Linked DNA regions of Sus scrofa: region 2 is linked to region 1. A link is a contact called in public Hi-C data. All regions are on one chromosome and are shown on one strand. Each heading gives the region's core, a stretch centred on a gene start, on an enhancer-like site or on the middle of the called end of the contact. The rest is flanking DNA. Distances are from core to core; before and after follow the strand shown. Region 1 holds the start of PARG (poly(ADP-ribose) glycohydrolase). Region 2 holds the start of NCOA4 (nuclear receptor coactivator 4).

What was found. Hi-C and Micro-C count contacts between places; a contact is called where the count stands out from the background.
Region 2: a contact with region 1 is called in a Hi-C map of skeletal muscle, with 5 times the contacts expected there. The contact joins the promoter of NCOA4 here to the promoter of PARG in region 1. A contact is called at or near these places in 2 of 5 promoter capture datasets (fetal liver and liver), 24 of 47 Hi-C or Micro-C datasets (alveolar macrophages, blood, brain and 9 more) and 2 of 2 datasets of contacts at active chromatin or transcription factors (alveolar macrophages and skeletal muscle).

What each region holds. Positions count from the first base shown.
Region 1 is chr14:90,478,648-90,483,724 of Sscrofa11.1, reverse strand. PARG (poly(ADP-ribose) glycohydrolase) reads left to right here and starts at 2,710. Exons shown (of 18, transcript XM_005671222.3): 1 at 2,710-2,797. LOC100157391 (mitochondrial import inner membrane translocase subunit Tim23) reads right to left here and starts at 2,770. Exons shown (of 7, transcript XM_001926555.6): 1 at 2,424-2,770; 2 at 132-190. The coding sequence starts at 2,529.
Region 2 is chr14:90,528,876-90,533,750 of Sscrofa11.1, reverse strand. NCOA4 (nuclear receptor coactivator 4) reads left to right here and starts at 2,580. Exons shown (of 10, transcript NM_001243122.1): 1 at 2,580-2,679. MSMB (microseminoprotein beta) reads left to right here. Exons shown (of 5, transcript NM_213852.1): 5 at 389-659. The coding sequence ends at 518.

The DNA.
Region 1 (5,077 bases), core at 1,461-3,960:
AGACCAGAGACTTGGTGTCTCCAGAGGCACCAGGTACAGAAGTAAACGTTAAGTACTTGGGGTTATTTTTTTAAATGCATAGTTAAAGGACCAATCTAGGAAAATCATAAAAGGACTAGTCTAAATCTTACCTGCACAAGATATCGTGGATCCACATTTAAATAAGGAGACAGAGGATTCATACCAGTTACTAGAGAGAAAACAAAACATTACATGGCAATAAAAATTTTAAAAGTTATTTCATTTAGTGTTAATTCTGCTCTCGATTATTCACATGTTTTGCAGTTTTGAGTTATAAGTCCAATGAATGTAAATTTTTCTCCCACTTTCCTAGTCTTATCCTCCCTGTCTGGTAGTTTATGGGCTGCCTCTCTTGGGGCCCTTAATTTTGCACTTGTGTCTCAGGTTCTCATATTGGCAGTAACATGGATCAAATAATCAAAGTAGCGGGAAGCAAAGGCCAGGTCAATTATAAAACTATTTCTTTCTACTTTACTGCAAAAATGTTCAACAACTATACAGGGTGTAAAATAAGATTGACAAGAAACCAATTTCATAAGAAAAACATCATTTGCCTCATACGCTCTGTATAAATATTTAAAGGCAGTTCCTTCAGATCTTCGTGTTGACAGTTGCTGACAGGACTGATTTACAGGATACAGAATTCGTAGGTCTTCACCACAGGGATGGGGGTCATGGCAAAAGAAAATGGGACCTCTGAGAGGCCCAGACTTGAATTCCACTAACTTTGAAGATAGACAAATCAGGGAAAATCAACTTTCTCATGTTTAAAATTTAAACTTTGGATCCTCCTGCATCTCAGCTGATTGTTCACAAATCTACCCATTACCCAGGACTCTACTCATTATCCAGAATCGACTGCAAGTCTTATTAGTTGTATAAACAATACCTATCCCGAACTGTGTTCCTTACCATCTTTATTGCTACCATCCTGATCTAAGCACTAAGGCTCACATCCTAACCATCTCCTACCTAACTAGACTCCTTAAAAGGCTTAATAAACAGCACATTGGCTGCCATTCCTTGCCCTTCTAAATCTCATTATCTTCTATCACACCACCTTCTACACCATTGTGTAGACACAACGGCTTAATGGTTTGTTTCCTTCAACACTTACCCTTCCCCACATTTGTACTGTATTCAGGTCACAGCTCAAAAGCCAGCACCCCTGAGTTGCTTTCCCTGATCTGTTCTTAAAAGGCTTCCAGTTCCTACCATCTCAAGATCCTGCTTTATTGCCTTCAGACACTTAGTGATAAGTGTGTCACTGAAACATTTTTGTTACCTGGCTCACTTCAATAGGATGTAAGGTCCACAAAAACAGCAATCATCTTTTTAAATTTAACTGTCTTAGTTCTGCACCCAGAAAAATCCATCTACAGTACTCAATAAATGGTATTGACTCCATCTTTTAATTTACCTTCAAATTTCAATTAATGTAACAATGGTTTTTCACATTAAAGCAGAGCCCTTTGTGCTCCAAATGCGGAGCTCCTGTGACTTATTATACACAAACTCCCTACAGTTCTGTTCTATAAGTTATCATATACAAACTACGCCCTAAATTCAGTTTTGATACAGGTCACACTAGGAACTTCTAAGCGTGTTTAAAAAAAAAAAAGCTTTTTTGGTTTCTGAGCATAAAAGACCTAAAGAAGTAGTACGAAAATTCTTAAAAGAGAAAATAGTTTTATAAAACGCTTATCCTCCACCAACTTCCTATTTTTAGGTCCAAGTTCTAGTCATCCAGTTGAATACCCAGTTAGATAATTTCAAAGATCTAGAATACACATTCTTTGTACTGAGGAGCGCACAGGCAGGGCATTCGTGCTTCCAGCACCCTCGATTGTACGTATTTCCCTTCCTAAAATTCATATTGGCTTCTTTCTTGTCTATAAATTACCTTTAAAATTCAGCTCTCTTCCGTGTTCCCCTAGTTGTCTCGAATCATGTTTCTTTCTCCCCTGTATGCATGAGTGGCCCTGACGGCTACTTGTGGTTTTAGAATATGCGACTTTGAGCTAAAAAGTTATCTATGAACTCGGTATTTGGAATGCATTTACTTGCAGAAGGGGGTTTTCTTTTTCACCTAGAGCCAAGCACAAGGCCCAATATACAGGAATGTGCGAGAGGAAAGAGAAGGCAGAAAGCTTGAATATAAAAGGAAGAAAACATGCAGCATCTCCTGGTTGACATGATCCAGGACAACCACAGAAACCTTCTCCGGATCTATGGCTCCAAAAATTCGTTCGATGTCGAAAGAGCGGCCCCGGAGATACACCAACCCCACGATTGCTACTGAAGCTTGTGACCGCTAGCAAAAAAAGGACAGGGCACGCCGCAGGTTTGGCGTGGTGGCAAGAACCAGTCAGAAATGTTCGTAAGCTAGGCCCGATACTTACGCGGGACTCCCGCCAGATCCGCGTGCGAGTAGCCAGCTCCGCCGGCTCCGAAAAAGCCGGCCAATCCCCCTGTGGTTTTGTTGCCGCTTCCTCCACCGCCCTCCATGGTACTGCAGCAAACTACCGGTCTGCTTCTCCCCGCTGCTCAGGCCGGGATCGTCCGCTCGGCCGTTGCTCCTCTGTAACAGCGGGTGAAACCCGCGTTACCACCACCTCCTTCACACGCTGACCTTCCGGGCGCCGGCAGCACCTAAACCTCACATTTCCGCTTTGCGACAGCGTACGTCCCGGAAACCGGAAGCGCCTGACGGCAGCTTTCCGGTGGTGGGAAAGTGAACGGAGCAAGAAAATCAAAGCGGCGCATCCTGAGGCAGGTGGGGTGCCTGTGGAAGAGGGAAGGCAGGCGACTGGATAGGGCCTGGCTCGGGAGGCCTACGGAACAGCAGCTGCAGACGCAGGCAGCAGCAGAGAGGGCATGGTGCCGGGAGGCGCCGAGAAGGAGGCGCAGTCCGTCCCTCTCCGGGTTAGTGAATGAGGCTCTCCGCCCTGGCTGGCCCGGGGACTGTTCGCTGCGGGTCCCAGCATGAGTGCGGGCCCCGGCTGTGAGCCCTGCACCAAGCGACCCCGCTGGGGCGCCGCTGCAACTTCTCCGCCGGCCGCCTCGGACGCCCGGAGCTTCCCCAGCAGGCAGAGGCGCGTCCTCGATTCCAAGGACGCTCCCGTGCAGTTCAGGGTCCCGCCGTCCTCGTCAGGCTGCGTCTCGGGGCGGGCGGGACCGCACAGAGGCAGCGCCACCTCGCTTGGTACGTGGGGAAATAAAGCTCTTTGTCCTTCGCCTTGGCCCAAAGCTCTTCTTGGTCTCCGAGGACCCAGGGACTACAGCCCCCCATTTTCTGGTCTTGTATGCATCACTCTGAACGCTGAGGTCCCCTTGCTGAGCCATCAAGGCCACTAGTCGGGGAATGGGGCCCCATTTTCCCCGTGGCGATTGGTGGTGTGAGAACCCCTGACAAGCAGTCACTCAGCATGGGAAGCGGCGAGAGACTCCACCTGTTTGCTTTCCTTGGGTTTAATTGGAATTGCCTTGGTCGTTAAGGAGGTTTAATCTTTTACCTGAAGCTTCAGTCTCTAGATATAAAGAAAGTTACAAAGAAAGTCACAGCTGTCCTCAGTTTTAATTCTCAGTCTCTGGGTGGAGAGCCCTTAGTCTTACTGGCTTTACACCCGTCTTTGACATACAGTGGTGAACAAAGGTAACTTGGTCTGTTTTCAGACCCTAAAATCTATCAGAAGAGGTAGACAATGGCAGAGGTAAATATAATAAAGGGTAATGGATGTTCCAGTATATGAGACAGATAGTTAGGATAAGACGTCAGATGTGCCTGATCTAGTTTGAAGGTCAAAGATAATCTCCTAGCCAGAAGGTGAGGATCTTATTCTGAGGACTGAAGAGTGATGAGTTATTTAGATGAAGAGGAAGTTAAGGAAGTGATCCCACAGTGCAGCTGATGTAGGTTGTCCAGAGAGCAGTGAGAGATGGGATTGCAAAGAAGTAGACAAAGATCAGATCATATTGGGCAATGCTAAGAGGTTTGAGCTTTATCCTGATTGGACTTGATTGGAGATATATATGTATCAAAAATACATATAGTTTATTAAAATGTATATATTTTAAAGGTCCTTCCCTGGTATGTGGAAAATGAAGAATAGATTGAAAGGGAGCAGAAGTGCGGGCACAAGACTAGTTAAGGAGTTACTCTAGATAGGAGATCATGATGGTTTATACTTGGTTTCAGACTGTAGGAAAGATGAAGAGTGGATGGATTCTGGAGAGAATGGGATACGTGGGTTTGTACCCCAGGAAATATTTCTGTGATGGAAATATAGGTTTTGGAGTTCTTGGCATAAACATGATAGTTGATGCCATGGAAGTAGGTTAGATCATATAAAGCATGTAGTGAAAATAAAGGCGACCTAGAAAAGAAACTCTAGAAACACTGTCATTTAAGAGTGGACTGAGAGGGTCCCTTGTGGTGCAGCAGGTTAAAGATTTGGCATTGCTGCAGTTGTGGCATAGGCTGTAACTGTGGTGCCGGCTGCAACTGTGGTGCCAGTTTGATCCTAGGCCCAGGAACTTCCTCATAATGTGGGTGCTGCCAGGAAAAAAAAAAGAAGCAGCCAAAGAAGTAGGAGGGAAACCTGGCTTTGATTGTGTCATGCAGGGATGAGAATATTTCAAGGAGAATGCACTGGTCAGTAGTGTAAGAGGCTGGGGGAATTCCCATAGTGGCTCAGTGGTTAATGAACCCACCTAGCATCCATGAAGGCATGGGTTCGATCCCTGGCCTCGCTCAGTGGTCTTTGGATTTTTCTGACTGCAAACCATAGTATATTTCACCTGGTACACAGAGTAAGAAATACATGTATATATACACACACACGTACATGTGTACATATATACATATATATAGGCAAATATTTACAGCAAACAAGTGTTTCATAAAATAATGCTTATCTTTACTATGTATGATGCATTCTCATGTGTCTGTATTATTTTATTAACAAATGTTGGTCATTTGTAGTTTGTAAAACACCAGGTTAGAGAAAGTCAGGGCTGTAGACAATGAGACCAGTTGCAAGAAACAAACGCAGTT
Region 2 (4,875 bases), core at 1,331-3,830, 50 kb before region 1:
AACCAATTCTGTCCCATATTTAAGCAGTAGTACTGTTGGCTACCTCTTGAGCAGGGAAAGTAAGAAGAGTCAGGCTGGAGCAAGCTGCCTGGCCTCAGAGGAGCTCAGACCTACTTCTGGGCCTGTCAGAACTTGCCACAGTCCTGTGTGTGCAGGGGTGGAATATAGCAATAATGTCTGGGAGGTCTGTGTTCATAGCCCTGGTTATCTGTATTTGGATGCAGGGTCCTGAAGGTGGTACCTTGGGGTGCCAGTCAAGGGGTGACCTTTAGTTGGTGGGGGGCATTCCAGGGACCTAGACTGTGGGCTGCTTCCAGCACAGAGCTGGCCCTGGGAAGGCTGGGCATCCTATTCCTTCTAACAGTTCTTATTCTTGTCTCAATGACAGTGCTGCCATACCTACGGGTTATGACACAAATAAGTGTCAGAAAATCTTGAACAAGAAGACCTGCACCTATACAGTGGTGGAAAAGAAGGACCCAGGAAAGACCTGTGATGTCACTGGATGGGTATTATAATGTGTTTCTAGTGGGCCCAGAGCTCTCAGCCTGAGAGGGCCCAAGTTCTCCCATGCCAGGCCTCATTCTCCTATGGCCTCTAACTGTCTATGATTGTACAACCCTACCTATTAGTAAAAAATTCTTGAGCAAACACTTGAATATGTCTGTACTTTTAATTTATAAATTATGTATGCATTTATATAACACACCTTTAAAGCATGCAAACATTTTAAAGGAGACAAAAATAAATGTGAATGAAAGATATAACATCTTCCCTCCACGCCAGTAGATCACTGAGCATCCCCTACTCAGAGGGCTGCTGTTACTTCTCTCGCTTCTGATATATCTTCACTCTGATGCCCCAGCATCCCATTATTTGGTGAACAATTCAAAAAAATGGGTCTTTGAGATGAAATCAGATCCTTTATTTTCTTTGAGGTTTTCTTTTTTACCCTTCCTTTTTGTTCTTCAGAGAGTGTCCTCCTTGCTGTGTCCCTCATATACATCTGTGTTTGCCTGAGGTTAGAGCAGGACAACCTGGAAGAAGTGCCTCCAAGAGCACATACAGCCCAATGGGGTGTTAAAAAGCCAGGGATCTTGCCTTGTGGATGGGAAACGGCTTGCAGGCAGAGCTCTGTAATGGTTTTTAAAATTTAGGGAGTTAAAACAGTGACAACGCTGATCATCTCGTGCTCTTTCTGTGTTAGAGAACGTTTGTTCACTGAAGAGGTCTTTACTAAGTGCCTGGCAGTGCTTTGGGCCTGGGGATACAGTACTGAACCAGAGAGACCAGGTCTCTGCTCTCCTGAAGCTTAGAGTTGTGTGTGTGTGTGTATGTGACAGATCACAAACAAGCAAACAGTTCTCTGTTGGACAATCTGTGGGCAATCGGTAAAGAGATTTTACTTCCCCTCTGCCCGATAACCCTACCTATGCAAACATGCTATGTGGGCTAGTTGAACAATCTAGGCATATCCTGGATTTTGGTCACCCTAAGATAATAAAAATGCACCTTTGGCGTTTCCGTCATGGCTCAGTGGTAACAAACCTGACTATTGTCCATGAGGTTCGATTCCTGGCCTCGCTCAGTGGGTTAAGGATCCATTGTGGCCATGAGCTGTGGTGTGGGTCGCAGATGCGGCTCAGATCCTGCGTTGCTGTGGCTGTGATGTAGGCCCGCAGCTGCAGCTCTGATTCAACCCTTAGCCTGGGAACTTCCACATGCCACAAGTGTGGTCCTAGAAAGCAAAAAAAAAAAAAAAAAAAAAAAAGTCGCCTTGTTCCAGAATCTGCATTTGAATTGAAGAAGGAATGAGGAACAGGAGCTTTAAAAGTATGCTATGCCTATGACTGCCCTTTTAGCGTGTGCATCTAAACCTATGTTTCCTATTGCTTTTTGCTGAGAGAGCCTTGCCCGCTGATGTTCTTGGGTGAGAGGCTGCACTTTTATGATCATCTCCTTCACAAATCCTACTCAGATGGTCTTTCACCTTGCTGGGTAGCACTTAGTTAGTAATGGGAACCTCTGTCAAAACTGGGACAGAAAGGTTCTTATTTTAATATCTGGTCACTACATATATATAACCATTTTAACCATTTTTACGTATACAGTTGAGTGGTACTAAGTACATTCGAATTGCTGTGTGACTATCCATACCCAGAACTTCCCATCATCCCAAGCTAAAAGTCTGTACCCATTAAACAATAATTCCTCTTCCCCAAGCCTGTGGCAACTACTATTTTGTCTCTATAACTATGACTATTCTAAGTACCTCATATAAACGGAATCATCTATTTGTCCTTTTGTTTCTGACATTTACTTCTGCATATGTACGTTAAGGCTAAAAAAATATCTACATCGTGAGGACATTTGGTGTGAGAGAATCACTCAGGATAGTCCTCCTAACAGCTTGCCTTCACAAACGTTTCTCTCCTTTAATCTTATTCTTTGGGGCCCAGGAAAATGTATGCGCCTACCCCCTGCGCCCTGTGGAGGGCAGGCAAGGACCTTGGGCAGACCCTAGTAGAGATCTCGCGAGACTGTCAAATTTGTGATAAGAGACTTGAGAAGAAGGTTGTGTTCTCGCGAGAACTCTGCCTTTCAGACCTTGGCTCGTGTTGGGCCGCGTCTCAGTCCGCCAAGGTCTCCTCGGATCGCCGGGAGCCGCGCTCAGAGGTGGTAAGAACCGGAGGGGGGCCCCGGGGCGAGCTTGCCTCCTACCGCTCTCACGTGGCGGGTCGGTTTGGGGAGCCATGACTGCTTGTTGGACCAGCCCGGCCCTGTCTGGGCCTACCTTTAAAGGCTGGCCTCTCCTTAGACCCGCCCGACCCGGGGGCCACGTCTTCTTGCCTGCCCGCCGGCCAGGGCCTGTTCTCTCCCCGGCCCTCGCCTCTCTTGGCCCGAGGACCACTTCTTTCTCCCTTCCCGGCCCCGGCCTGTCCTCCGCCTCTTCGGCCTTAGACAAGCTGGCCTGGGGACCACCTCCCCCTGCTTGTCCGCCCGCCTTCCCCCCCGCGCCCCGGGTGTGACAGCTTCAGGTTTTTGCTCGCTCTCGCCTGGGTCTTTTGGAGAGGGGAGAGGCCCATTTTCCAGAACATAGCCTGTTGGGTGGGAGCTCAAAGAAGATAATATTTTTTTCGGCCCTCTACCTGCCAACACAGTGTTTTACTGTAAGGTGAATGTAATTCGCCCAACAATACCAAGAGGTAGCTTGATTACCTCCTTTTTATAGCTGAGAAGAGCGAGGCTTGCCAGTTCCACCAACAGTCACTTATAGTGTGCCTATATGTTCAGGATGTTGAGGATATGGCAATGAAAAAAGAGTGGGCACAGACCTTATTCTCATGGAAATAAATTCTTGTAGCAGAAACAATATTCATAAATAGTCTTAAGTGCCACATGATACAACATGGGATGATGCGATCAAGAATGGCCAAAGGCAGAGAGCTGCAGGCTATTTGACCCACAAAGGCAGAGCTTTTTTCGCCTTTTTGTGTTTTTTTTTTTTTTTCCTAATCAGGGTAAGGTTCCCCATCGCGTAACTGTTTCCACCGCCCACCTGATAATACGGACATATGGTTGTAGGGACTGTTGAGCCTTACTGGGTTAGGATGGGGCAGGAAATCATAATTGGTTCATTTCTGCAAAAATGTCTTGGTGTGACATTTCTGAACTTTAAAAAACCTCGGAGCCTTTGAGGAAGACTCACCCAAATGGAGGTGAGGGTGTGGTGCATGTGCCTTCAGGCAAGTTACTTGGTTGCTCTTTCAAAGTTTGCTAGCTTGCAGATTTGTTAAGTAGGTATGATGATATATGTAAAGGCTAGCACAGTAACATTTCTTACATTTTATTTCTCCTTCCCCTTTCTCTATGGAACTTTTGTGAAAATGATCTAAAGTTTTATGATACTGTATTTTGTGTCTAAATAAACTTCTACAGTTACATTACAGGTATTTCAAAAGTGGAGAAGTATGGTAAGCTATGTAGGGAAAGGAAGATGTGATTCTCAAAGAGGGAGAAGAGTTCTTATTTTAGAATTACATAAGGCTCCCTGCCTCACCCCCATTTTATTAAGATTAAGTCAGTTTAGCTGTGCCAGAATCTCAGAAACCTGTGGAGGGGCTTCATAAAACTGCACAGGCTATTCTGATAACACGTTCCTCCACCCCAGCTTCTTAGCTAGTGTTGTATGATAATTTCCCTTGTAGAGTAAGTGTTAGCATACTGGAGGGCAGTCAGAACCAGTCATTGTTGCAGAAGGACTTCTAAATCTGTCTCTTATTTCAAAGTTTCCTTTTTTTTCTTAGTTTTTGGTGAATCAGTGGCACAAATTTTCCTCTAGATGCTTATATCCTCAGGGACTATCACAGTATGAGGCACTCAGTAAATATTTGTTGAATGAATGCCTAAAATCTTAGTACTTAAATGATCCCTTCAACAAACATAGTGTGGTTGGAGACTTTAGACTCAAATCTAGGATTAAATCTTGCTTCTTTTACTTGGAAGCCTGTGACTCTAAGTAATATATCTAACCTTGTCAAGCCGTAGTTTCTTTGTTTTTAAAATTGTGATGGATAATGTATAAGTACCTTAAAGTTTTGTGAGGACTAAATGAGATAATGTGTAAAAATAAAAGTTTGGCACATAGATATATTAAATACTTCCTGAATTCATTTTTCCAACAAATATTTACTGAACACCACTGTATAAAAATGAATACAAAGAGGAATTCCTTGTGTGGCTCAGCAGTTAACAAACCCCATTAGCATCCATGAGGACTCGGGTTTGATCCCTGGCCTCACTCAGTGGGTTAAGGATCTGCTGTTGCCGTGAGCTGTGGTATAGGTTGCAGACGCAGCTTGGATCCTGAGTTGC